Regions from separate parts of the Sus scrofa genome. Here region 2 is linked to region 1. A link is a contact called in public HiChIP or PLAC-seq data. All regions are on one chromosome and are shown on one strand. Each heading gives the region's core, a stretch centred on a gene start, on an enhancer-like site or on the middle of the called end of the contact. The rest is flanking DNA. Distances are from core to core; before and after follow the strand shown. Region 1 overlaps LOC110255705 (a long non-coding RNA gene). Region 2 overlaps CREM (cAMP-responsive element modulator).

Evidence for each region. HiChIP or PLAC-seq counts read pairs in DNA pulled down with a chosen protein or histone mark.
Region 2: a contact with region 1 is called in an H3K27ac HiChIP or PLAC-seq map of skeletal muscle. The contact joins two enhancer-like sites. A contact is called at or near these places in 1 of 47 Hi-C or Micro-C datasets (skeletal muscle) and 1 of 2 datasets of contacts at active chromatin or transcription factors (skeletal muscle).

The regions. Positions count from the first base shown.
Region 1 is chr10:56,766,169-56,771,802 of Sscrofa11.1, reverse strand. LOC110255705 (a long non-coding RNA gene) reads right to left here. Exons shown (of 2, transcript XR_002336405.1): 1 at 4,652-5,634; 2 at 386-3,053. Among named protein-coding and RNA genes, the nearest start is that of NRP1, 340 kb to the right of the region's middle. Within about 2 kb of position 1,607, at least 8 of the 83 cell types and tissues checked have an H3K27ac peak or open chromatin away from gene starts, as enhancers often do. A contact at or near this core is called in skeletal muscle, where this site is marked.
Region 2 is chr10:57,890,534-57,896,140 of Sscrofa11.1, reverse strand. CREM (cAMP-responsive element modulator) reads right to left here. Exons shown (of 8, transcript XM_021064986.1): 7 at 4,884-5,040; 8 at 531-1,279. The coding sequence ends at 1,135. Among named protein-coding and RNA genes, the nearest start is that of CREM, 64 kb to the right of the region's middle. Within about 2 kb of position 3,735, at least 11 of the 83 cell types and tissues checked have an H3K27ac peak or open chromatin away from gene starts, as enhancers often do. A contact at or near this core is called in skeletal muscle, where this site is marked.

The DNA of each region.
Region 1 (5,634 bases), core at 358-2,857:
TCATGGTGGGCCTTGCAGTTATTCCCGTGACCTGATAATACTTGGCTTCTGAGATTTTTCCCTTCAGCAGACTCCGTGAACTTTATTTCAAGATCAGCCTGTCTGTTTCACAGGACCAAGCTCCTTCCAGACCATCGTATGGGAAATGTCAGCCCCTGTCAACATCCCTAACGTTTAAATTCCTGGGATACCAGAGATATTCAGAGGGAACTGCATGCACACATTACTCTCCCAAATACTCTCGGGAAGAGGCGAGGTGAGGTCTTCTCAACGCTTTTGTAATAGAGACATAGGCCAATAACTAGATTCTATAGATCAGGAATCATGTCCTTGCTGAAGAGTTGAGCAGACCTGTATAACACAGAAAGAGGTATAAGGCTGATCATCTATTTGATAATTTTTTATTGATAGTTTGGATCATTCATCCAAAACCGATAGCCTTCCGCTGACTATTTTCTATCCAAAAGCTTGAGAAAGACATTCCTGTGGTGGAAGATGGCATTCTGGGCTTCTTCATCAAAAGGACCTCAGATTTATTCCCGTGACAAAGGCCACCTTCGCCCAAGCGAGGCTGTCTGGAGATGGCCTAAGTGTGACATTCTCCGAAGAGACATCTCTGCGGAAGCCTGTCCTTCTGCCGGGCTGATGGGGCTGCCAGCCTACGAGCTTGACCTCTGTGGCAAATGAGCCTCCTGGTCATTCCATGTGAACGTGTGAACTTGTCCTGTGATCTTGCTTGCCTGAGCGCCTCACAGCTGACTCATAAGAAATTTTCGAGGTTGTTTGCTCTGTCCCAGAGAATCATTCGCCATGCTGGCCAGCATGCAGGGGCCAATGCTTTGATCTGCTTTGCAGGACTTACTGTCATTTGCAGAGTGCTAAAATTAAGCTTGGCAGCAGCCCACGGAGGCAGAAGGCTCTGTCCTGCTGACCAAGGGGCAGCCTGGAGTCACACAGACAGGCGGAGACAGGTGAAGCAGACGCTGGGAAAAGATGCCATCGCAGAACAGATAGGAAGGGTAGGTGGGGTGAACTTGCAAAGGGTTCAGAGGGGCTGGGGCTGAGCTGAGTGGGCAATATTAGGAAAAGGCTCGGAGGGGAGGGAGCTGTTTTCCCAGGAGACCGAGATCTGAAGAGACTGCTGAAGAGAGACTGTATTTGTCACAGCGAGAATAATCAGTATGTTGGCATTTGGACTCCAGTGACAGGGATGAAAATGAGATTCTGTGAAAGATGTATCAGAGTCAACAGGCAGGGGCTGGGCTCTGGCAGGAAGGATGAAACAACCAAATGGAGACACTTGGCGGTGGAAAGTGAGGTTGCCATAACTGTCTCGAACCCAGTGTGCACGGGGGTGGAGGCGCAGGGTGCTCATCGGAAAGTGGGGTGAGCTCTGAGCAGCCCGTGAGGCCTCCTGGTGAGAAGGCTGGTAGAGGAGGGGGGACCGTTGGATGACAGTGACTTTGGGATTGGTAGGGCCATTGCCCCTCTACCTCCCCCTGCCCTGCCACATGGGGCTCGCTCTTGCTCTCATGCTTGAGACGGTCTCAGACGGCCTCTTTATTCTGCACAGCTATTGCCTGTGACCCCGATGAACCACGGGTGAGAAGGCTGGGACTTGGAGACATACTTCAGCAGAGCCCTATTAACTAAAAATAGAGTGTGAGCCGCGGTTTACCTGAGGCCAGCCTGCATGTGACTTCTGGATCCCTATTTATCAACAGGCTGTGACTGCGCGTCTGGAACAAGCCAGATCTGTTCTTATTTACCTGTCAGCCGGGAGAATGCCCATCTCACAGAGGGCCATTGCTAGGTGCTGAACCATGGTAACACCAATAATTATCACATCCTTAAGGCAGGTATGCAGACGAACTCCCAAAGCATTATCTCATTGCCCACGCAAGGCTCTAACGGGTCGGAAGTGGGCAGGAACACGTGCCTTTATCCTTGGGAGGGGTGAAGACACAGGTTTAATGAATCGCCCAGGATCCAGCAAGAATGACAGCTGGCCCCTGTCTCACCCATCACAAAACTGGATTTTCTCAGCCCTGATCTTATTTTCTCTATGAATAATGTGCATTGAAACTTGTATCCTGAGACCCTCTGCTCAATCTAATCTCCGGGACCTTCTAACAGGCACTAAGTGGGAACTGAGCCTCTTTGGGGGCAGAAAGATCCCTTCATAGAAGAAAATAAATCCTTAATGGGAAACACAGCCTGAGGCTGCTGCGGGTCTGGGGAAGACAAGGTCTCTGGGGGGATGCTCGAATTAGTACACACACACACACACACACACACACACACACACACACACAGGCGCTTGCCTTTCTCCAAAACTATTTAGAAGTTTATACAGATCTGTGAGAGCCGGCGGTCACATGGAGAGCCCCGGGTTCTGATTCATGAGCTACCCTTACAATCATCTGAGAGTCAATTAAAAAAACCTTGCCATAGGATAGAGCCCACCAGTGAAACAAGGAGAGAACAATGGACAGCCTGTCCCCAGACCGACCTGTGACTGTGGAATTGGAGAGAGAAAAGATGGCCGAGTGTCAGTACTTTAAAGAACAAACGATGCTTTTTAGGCCACAGGGCCTGGGGCAGAGCTAACGGTTTATGGAAAGGCCCGTCTGCCCGTGACGGGGGTTGTCAAGGTTGGGTGCAGTTTAGCCGTGACACGGACTGGATGCCGTGGCCATTTTGGAGCATCAACTCTGCACGTATTCAGGCAAGATCATTATCCCCAAACCTCTTTAGGCCAGAGTCCTGCCCGATTCCGAAGGAAGGCAGTCATTTTATTATTTTAAATGAGTTGAGGCCTCTCTCTTCAAACAGCTTCCTTTCACCTGTCCCAGCTCCTGCCCCAGCCACGATTCTGTGCGAACGAGGGGTAGAAAGTGATCACAGCTTGACTCAGCTCAGAAAGCCTGTCATGATGTGCAGAGGCAACACCACTTCTTTAAGGTGACAAAGGATCATTTTTCTAGGAAAGTAGATCCTCAGTAAGAACTCCTCTTCTGGTGCAGCTTGTATTTCTAGTACCCGTTTTCTCTCTGGGGAGAAGATCTCTTATTGATTATCATAAAAACAGCCGGGACTTACCATAGATTTTGCATACATTAAATTTAATTTACAGAGATACATCTTAAAACTCTTTATTAGTTTTTGCCTTTGGGGGGGCAGTTCCCTCCCCCTTTTTTTCTTTTTAGGGCCACACCTGCAGTGTATGGAAATGCCCAGGCTAGGGGTGGAATCGGAGCTGCAGCTGCAGGCCTACGCCACAGCCACAGCGACGCCAGATCTGAACCACATCTGTGACCCATGCTGCAGCTTGTGGCAAGGCCTGATCTTTAGCCCACTGAGCAAGGCCAGGGACCGAACCCACATCCCCATGGATACTAGTCAGGTTTTTCCACTGCTGAGCCACAGTGGGAACTCCTGAAAGCTTCCAATCTCACTTTGTTCATTAACATCAAGGAAGGACACCCTAGGAGCCACAGTTCTGGGCTGTCCTGCCCCTCGGACCACAGGTCCGAGGCTTCCCGCCAGCTCCTCCATCTCTGATTAAGAACCACTCACTTAGACCGACTGGTCTTAAGTCCTAGTTCTGCCATTGGCCCCCTGAGGGTGTTTGAATACTTTCTTTAACCTCTCCTGGTTTCCTAAATCTCTGACGCAGAGCCAATTCTAACTCACAGTGGTTGTTGAGATGAGTCGGCATAACCCAGGTAAGTGGCTGGGTGCGCTGCAGACATGCCTTGGACGTTAGCTTCACCAACCACGTCATCAGTTTCCTCGTGGCAGAAATGAGGCTTTGATTTACTCCAGATCAACACAGATATTTCCATATATCAGTTGACAGAACTTTACCAGTTATGGCTGATTGACAAAGTTAATCCTCAACAAAGTCCATTAAACATCCCTGCTTTTTCTGGAAGGGCAAAAGCACAGGACTCACAGTACCAGGATAGATGTGAGCTTTCAGGCCGTCAACTTGTAGCAAATTATGTCCAACCCCAGTATGGTAATTTTGTGACAATTGTTACTCTGCTGGAAGTTGAGCTGAGATGACCAAAGATGTAATTTTCGTGTTTCAACTTTTCTACAGCATCTTATTATTTTTAAATAGAAAATAATGTACAGACAAATGGTGAGGTCCTCTGCTTTTTATTCCCACTCTTTTTCGGTGAGGATGCTGCAAAACCTTTTAGTCTCCAAGCTGTCTACAAAGTGCTGCTTTCAAATATTAAGGGGCCAGAGTTTCACTGGGCCTTCCTTCCATCGCCTTCTGTTATTTACAGGTGCTGATTCGAAATGCAAAAATTCCAATTTCCTAGTGTAATTACCCAATTTATATGCACAAAGGTGGGTGCCACTCACAAAAATTAATGCAGCCTGAAATACCGTAGGTGAGGCCAGTTCAAATGTGATTCTCGCTGAACATATTCTGGCCTGGCTGGAAACGCCACTGGCCAGATGATGTCACTTATGCCACATCTCTTAACTTGACATCAGTGCCAGCAGGGGGTCCTGTTCTGGGTGCCCATTTCTGGGTTCTGAATTTGAGCTTGTGGGTGGCAGGGACCATCAGTGGCTTCTTCTAGAAGGTGATAGGATGGAACTGGAATTTTTGCAAAATGAATTTGTTCACCTGTGCAGGATGATCGGTAGATTCTGAGGAGGGAAGAGCCATGAGGAGGTCACCCCCAGGGAAGCCATGTGGGCTGGAAACCAGGGCCTGGACCTGGAAGGGAAACATACCAGGCGGAGGGGGAGGTAGATGAAGACATTTGGTGATGGCTTAACATTCACACTGACTGAGATGAGTCTAATAAGCGTCTCAAGCTGCCTGAGAAAATAATACAGGTCTTTGGCTGGAGGCGGCGGGGTGGGATGATTTAGATATTGCCTGCTAGGAAATAAACAGTAAGTCTGAAAGGAACAGGCTCTTTGGTGGCAAGGGCCACATCGCCTCCACTCCTGTGTTCCCTGCAGCATTTTATACAATCTTGTGACCCGAATGCATAGATGCTCCATGCAGACTCTGATGGATAATTGAGTGACCTGGGACCATTTGAATAATGTCCTCATATGGCCAAGCAGGTCCCAGCTGGCTGGTTCAGGGTTTTACTCTGGAAGGGTTACATAACAGACGATTTAAACTGTAGAGGATGGCCAGTTAACAGAAGATAGGCCCATGCAGCCTGTTCCTGGAGTCCAAGAGACGTCTCTTTCTCTGGCTTCCTTGATCTGCTGTCTGTATGTCTCAAATTGCTGACTTTGTCTCACTCTGCTGTAAGGCGAACAGAGAAAGAAAGCAGAACTCGAGGCTCAGGGTCCCTTTTTTTTTTTTTTCCTTCTTACCTTCTTTGTGTCACTCCGAGGCAGAGGGATTTCCCCGGATCAGATCCGAGCCACAGTTGTGACCTACGCCACAGCTTCAGGATCCTTAACCCACCGTTCCGGGCCAGGGATCGAACATGCATCCCAGCGCTCCAGAGACACCGCCGATCCCATTCTGCCTGAACTCCAGAAGTCCGGGTCTTTAAACCTGGGTTGGCGTGGCTGTGTTAGGAGGCAGGAGGGAGCCACACCCATGAAGCCTCATTAAATCAGAAGCATCAGGTCTCCCCA
Region 2 (5,607 bases), core at 2,486-4,985, 1.1 Mb before region 1:
GTTTTTTATTATAAACATAGGATGAAATGTGAATACCAGTAGTAACTCCATGTAATAAACTCCAACTTCTATACCTGATCTAAGGTAGAACTTCAAGCAATTAAAGCTGAAAATACACTCTTGGGTCATTTTAGTTTTTACTTCAAGACTCCTAAGGCCAGAACTCAAAAGAGAGGGCTGCCAGCAGGAGCTTTCCAGACCATCTGCAGAAAGGCCTGCTCCATCACAGCAGCTGCATCTCGGACAGCTGCTCTTCTGGGTAAAAGCTCTGGGGCTGTGCTTCCCACGAGACAGCAGAAAAGGGCACTGCAGAGAGCGTGACCCACTGCAGAAATGGGCAGCGTCTCCAGAGGGTATGCAAATCCAATTCCAACTCTGTTCCCTCGGTGAGGTGTTGCAACGTGTGTCACCTTTCCTCGCGTACTATCAAGCCGACACTAAAAACTTCTGCAAGCCCTTTTATGTTACACGATGGACTAAAAACTGCAGCCGATGTTCAGATAGTTAAATGAGCACCAAACGCTACCAAGTGTAACCAACATGGTTCTATTAAAAACTCTCTTCAACTATGGCATTCTGGGACAGGAATACAGTATTTTCTTTACAAAGCAACTGATATAAAAATCTGCAAATGCCGTAAGTTCAGTTATAGGCTATTATTTTCACATAGGCATGTCATCAGGTTCTTTCAACTCTTTCTCGCTTTCGACTCTTTCCTGAGGTATTTTTTGTGGTTTACTTTTATTGTACTGCTGGATGCATTCTCTTTGATTGTCCTTTTCTAAAGTGATTTCAAAAGACCTGCAAAAAATTTTATTGCATAGGACACTATTCATGACACACAGATTGGGAACTGCAAATATGTGGCATTGGAACAAGTCTTACAAATATTGCATTTTAAGAATCTGTTACATACATTTTTTTTTTCTTTTTTACAGTTTGTCTCTTTTAAAAAAAACTGAAGTTACAGCTAAGAGTTAACTACGTACAGTGAAGCAGTTTGGGAATGTTAGAGATTAGAAAATATGATGAATGACACAAAGGAAAAAAGCCATCATTCTTGCCGGCTATATGGTGTATTGCCTTCAGAAGCAACTGTACATGTGGGAGTCAGTTCATAGTTAAATATTTCTACTAATCTGTTTTAGGAGAGCAAATGTCTTTCAGGGTTTCCAGTTCCTCTATGAGCTTCTTGTTCTGAACTTCCAGCACTGCAACCCGACTCTCCAGACACTTGACATACTCTTTCTTTCGACGGCGACATTCCTTAGCAGCTTCCCTGCAAGAAAGTAGAAGCAAAAGGGCAAACAAAGCATGTTTCGCACGCTACTGACACCGCGACTGAAGCAAGCCTGGTGACGGGGATCACGGCTGCCTTCCGCATCCTGGAACAACATTCCCAAGTCAACTTCCACACACTAAGCCCAACTGGGTTCCTTAAGAAGGGTCACAAGGGTCCCTTCCACAAGTCCACACGGCAATGAGCAGGACGGCGGCACCTCCTGCCGGGGTTAGAGTTCAGGGCAAACAAGGTCCATGTCAAAGCCAGTTACTCTGCTTTATGGCAATAAAGGTCTTTGAGGGCCTTGAGTTCCTCAATGAGAGTCTTGTTTTGGTTTTCAAGCACAGCCACACGGTTTTCAAGACATTTGACATATTCCTTCTTCTTCCTGCGACACTCCCGGGCGGCTTCCCTGGAACCAACACAAGGCAAATGACTACAGGAACAACCCGTCAGGACCATCCAGAGTGGCTCGTCGACCTCTGCCCCCCAGCGCCACCGCCGGTCAGGCCTCGGGAGGGTCCGGACAGAGCCACACTCGGTTGTAACCAAGCACATGCCACCTGGTGAGGTTGCCTGAGGAGCGCACACGACGGCAGAGCGAGACAACTCGCCCAGCATTCTGTTCTCTTAGGGCGCATGTCCCATCACAGTGACCAGAAGCTTCTCAGTAACCAGAACAACAGGACCACCACCCCAAGCGGAACTGCTACAAACACATGTACAGATCTTTCCAGGTCTCTTATTTGGGTCCACCAAAAGCCATACCTTCCATCACAGTGAGCTAACTTGATTTAAAAATAAAAAATGATTAGAAAAATGAATCCTTAGAAGCCTGAAATGTCGATGTTGGAGATTTTGACTCTTCAAGACTAAATCAGTACAACAATCATGACTGCAAGCAACAGTTGATCAGCTAGAAAACAATATGGATAACAATAAGCAAATCATGCACAGTTTCAAAAACCAGAACCGAAACAAAAGGGACTCTGCTTCTGACAACTACAGAAGGAAAGAAGGGAGGGTACAGAACACGGGGTCAGAAATTCAGACAATGGCAACCCGGGCACGTGGGACGCCACAGCAGAAATCAGGGAAAGGATGTTACGAGACACACATCCGCTAACCGATTCCTGGGATTTAAAGCATTGCAGATGCGCCCCAAGAAAGCCCAGACCAGCAGCCAAAGCAGCGCACACGAATAAACAGATGAGCCGAGTTAGTCATCTCCACGCATAACCCCGCCCAAACCAACAGATACAGACATTTGCTCTTGCTCCTTTTTTGGGGGGTGGGGTGGGTGAGAGGGGGGGTGGTAACTGCACGGTTTAACTCCTCTGTAGAATATACCCTCTGATAACAGCTTTATTTTGGAGTATACCCTTGACAATAACTGCCTTTGGGCTACTCATCACAGCAAAAAGCCTGCATTGCAATAGATAACTTAAACATACATCAACAAAGGTGTGCTGAATGCTCTAACTCTGAACCAGGAGGGACATGTGCACCACATCTGGCCCGTTCTGCTTTATTTTTAGGATAGCTCACCCTCACTAACAGCTGGTTATCAGTGTTTTCTCTGCAGAGGAGAGGTCTTGAAATCCCAATGAACTGCAGGAAAAGCTCAAGCCCTGCTTCCCAGCCGAGAACAATGCCGTCACCCTGTAAACTCACAAGGTTCTCCGACTTCTCCACCGGGGCTCAGAAAAATTGACAGTGTAAAAGTGAACCGAGTCTGATTTAAAAAGATGAACTCAATGTCAATGATGCGTGGGGCAAAGTCAAGAATAAATCCAAGTACACGTAAACATTTGTCAGTTTGGGAATGTAATTCAGCTCTTCTACAGAGGAACTAAAACACCGAAGGTTTCATGATGGAATCATTCTATTAAATTCTAGATCTGGAAGGAAGACAGTCTCTTTACACAACAGGTTAACCATTAAACAAAGTTTTAAATATTGAAGAGCAGTGTGGCGGGATGTCTAATTTTTAAAATCTTATTTACCAAGCTGTACTATTTACTGTAAATACCCAGACTCCATATTTCATGTGCCTGCCTGCAAGTCACGAGTCAAAATGCTCTAAGCACAGAGCTCTGGACGGTCACATTCCTAAGGAGGCCTGAGCGATGGAAAACACCTGTTTCTTCTATTAATAGTGAGCTCGGTCTTCAGGGCTTGCATGGGTCTGGATGCCTCCTTAGCATGGGGAGGAAATACACAGCAAAGTGGAAAAGCTGAGCAGGTTGGTAGAGAAATAAAGGCTGTTGCTGGGTCGGAGAAATACACTTCAGTATCTATTATGAATGCCAGCCAAATAATTTATTCCTTCCAAAAAGAGAACGCATGAGAGGTCTTTCACGTTAATGAATAAATCCAACACACTCTCTGGGAAGCTAAATCTGCAGCTGACCCCGCTGTGTCTCCAAGGTGACTCCTGTGTGGCACAGTGTGGCCTCTGGGTAAAGACGGCCTGCTTCTAGTTCCAGGCTCTGTCCAGTTTGGGCTGCGTGATCTTAATCAGCTTGTTACCTGACCTCTCTGAGCCTCAGTTCCTCCTCTGTGAAGTAAGGAGAATAACCAGACCTGTTCTCATGTGCAAGTCACGTGCAAGCTAAAGAAATGGAAGCCACAATCGCTGAAAACCGGCTCAACAGACACTGAGCGATCTAGTAGCCATTTATCATCTGCTTCTCTCTTGCTCTGCTCTGAAACTGAAATCTGGAAGCTAACATAGACCCTTCTCAGAATCCCATGCAGCTAGGGATTCTCTTAGCTATTTCTAGCCAATGAAATGTGTGAGAAAATGAGACAGGGAACCAGAAGTGTACGTGCCGTAGGAGGTGTCTCTCTCTCTGTGCCGGGGCTGCGGGTAATTTTATTTCTTCCTCTTGCTTTGTATTGGTACTCAGCCAGAATTTTTCAGACTAGATATGGAAAATTTTGTTTTTTTCTCAGTATAATAGAGAAAAAACAAAGTTACAAAACAGATAAAACTACATGTAATGGACATAGAAAAATCTAAACTCACCTCCAATTTATTCTGCTTAAAAGAAGCTAAAAAATTATACTTATCAGGAGTTCCCACTGTGGCTCAGTGGGTTAAGAATCCAATTGCAGTGACTGGGGTCTCTGCAGAGGTGCAGGTTTGATCCTGGCCGGGCCTAGGGAGTTAAAGGATCCAGCACTGCCATAAATATGGCCAGGATTCAATCCCTGGACTGGGAACTTCCATATACCACGAATGTGGCCATAAAATAAAATTTTAAAAAACTACACTTATCACCTACTTCACAAAGCAAATACCGAGTACAAAATGAATATTTGTAATAAAGTCCTTCCATTATCATTAAAAAAATTAATGTACCTTTTAGACATTAGCCTAAAATGTATAAGGATATACCTCCTGCTGATAAAGTAGTTTCATGGCTGAAACTCTGATTAGAAGACTACCAGCAGCACACACAAAGCACAAACCCACACAAAATGCCACAAAACACAAAACTTGGGAGAAATAGCTGAGGATAAGCAGTTTTTAAAAAGCCCCACGATAATAAATTATAACCCCTAAGTGGTTGCGGTTTCTCACGAAATGTCTTACCTGTTTTTCATTAGCCTCAGCTCTCGTTTGCGTGTTGCCTCCTCTGCTAGTTGCTGGGGGCTGTGCAGGCTTCCCGGAGAGGCAGCCATCACCACTCCCTGAGGCAAAGCAGTAGTCGGAGCTCGGATCTGATAAGTCGGCATGTCACCAGTGGCAGCTGCAATGAAATAAAATACCACAAGTTATTTAAACAATTTACCACTTGATATTTTATATAAAATTGATCTGGAAATAACATACTTCTTTTTACATGTCATAAGAGATGAGGTTGCTAATGTTTAAGATGATTATTCTGAACATTATAGAAATCTTAGGTATTAAAGATCCCTTCAGCATTTGGAACAACGATTCTCAGCATGCTTTACACATTTCATAAAAAAATGTCCTAATGCATTTTAGAAAGGTTTTTATCAAAGGCTAAAGTAGAGAGGCTTTTCAACCCTTAGTTCATTTAGCCTAATATCAGTGGTGGGCTGATAAATGTTTAACCACCAGCTCTCTAGGGGGAAAAAAGCCCTGGTCTGTAGTGTCTATGGATTCCCATGATGTAAATACTTTCACTATGGCCAATTTCAAGCTACCAGTGTGACTTCACTGAATGTAGAGTTGGAAAGACATAACACAGTAAGCAGCACACCATTCAGATAAAGTAGATGTAAATAACCTCAAGAATGTAAATGAAATTATTGGGAGGGTGGGTTTTATATATTTATTAATATTATTT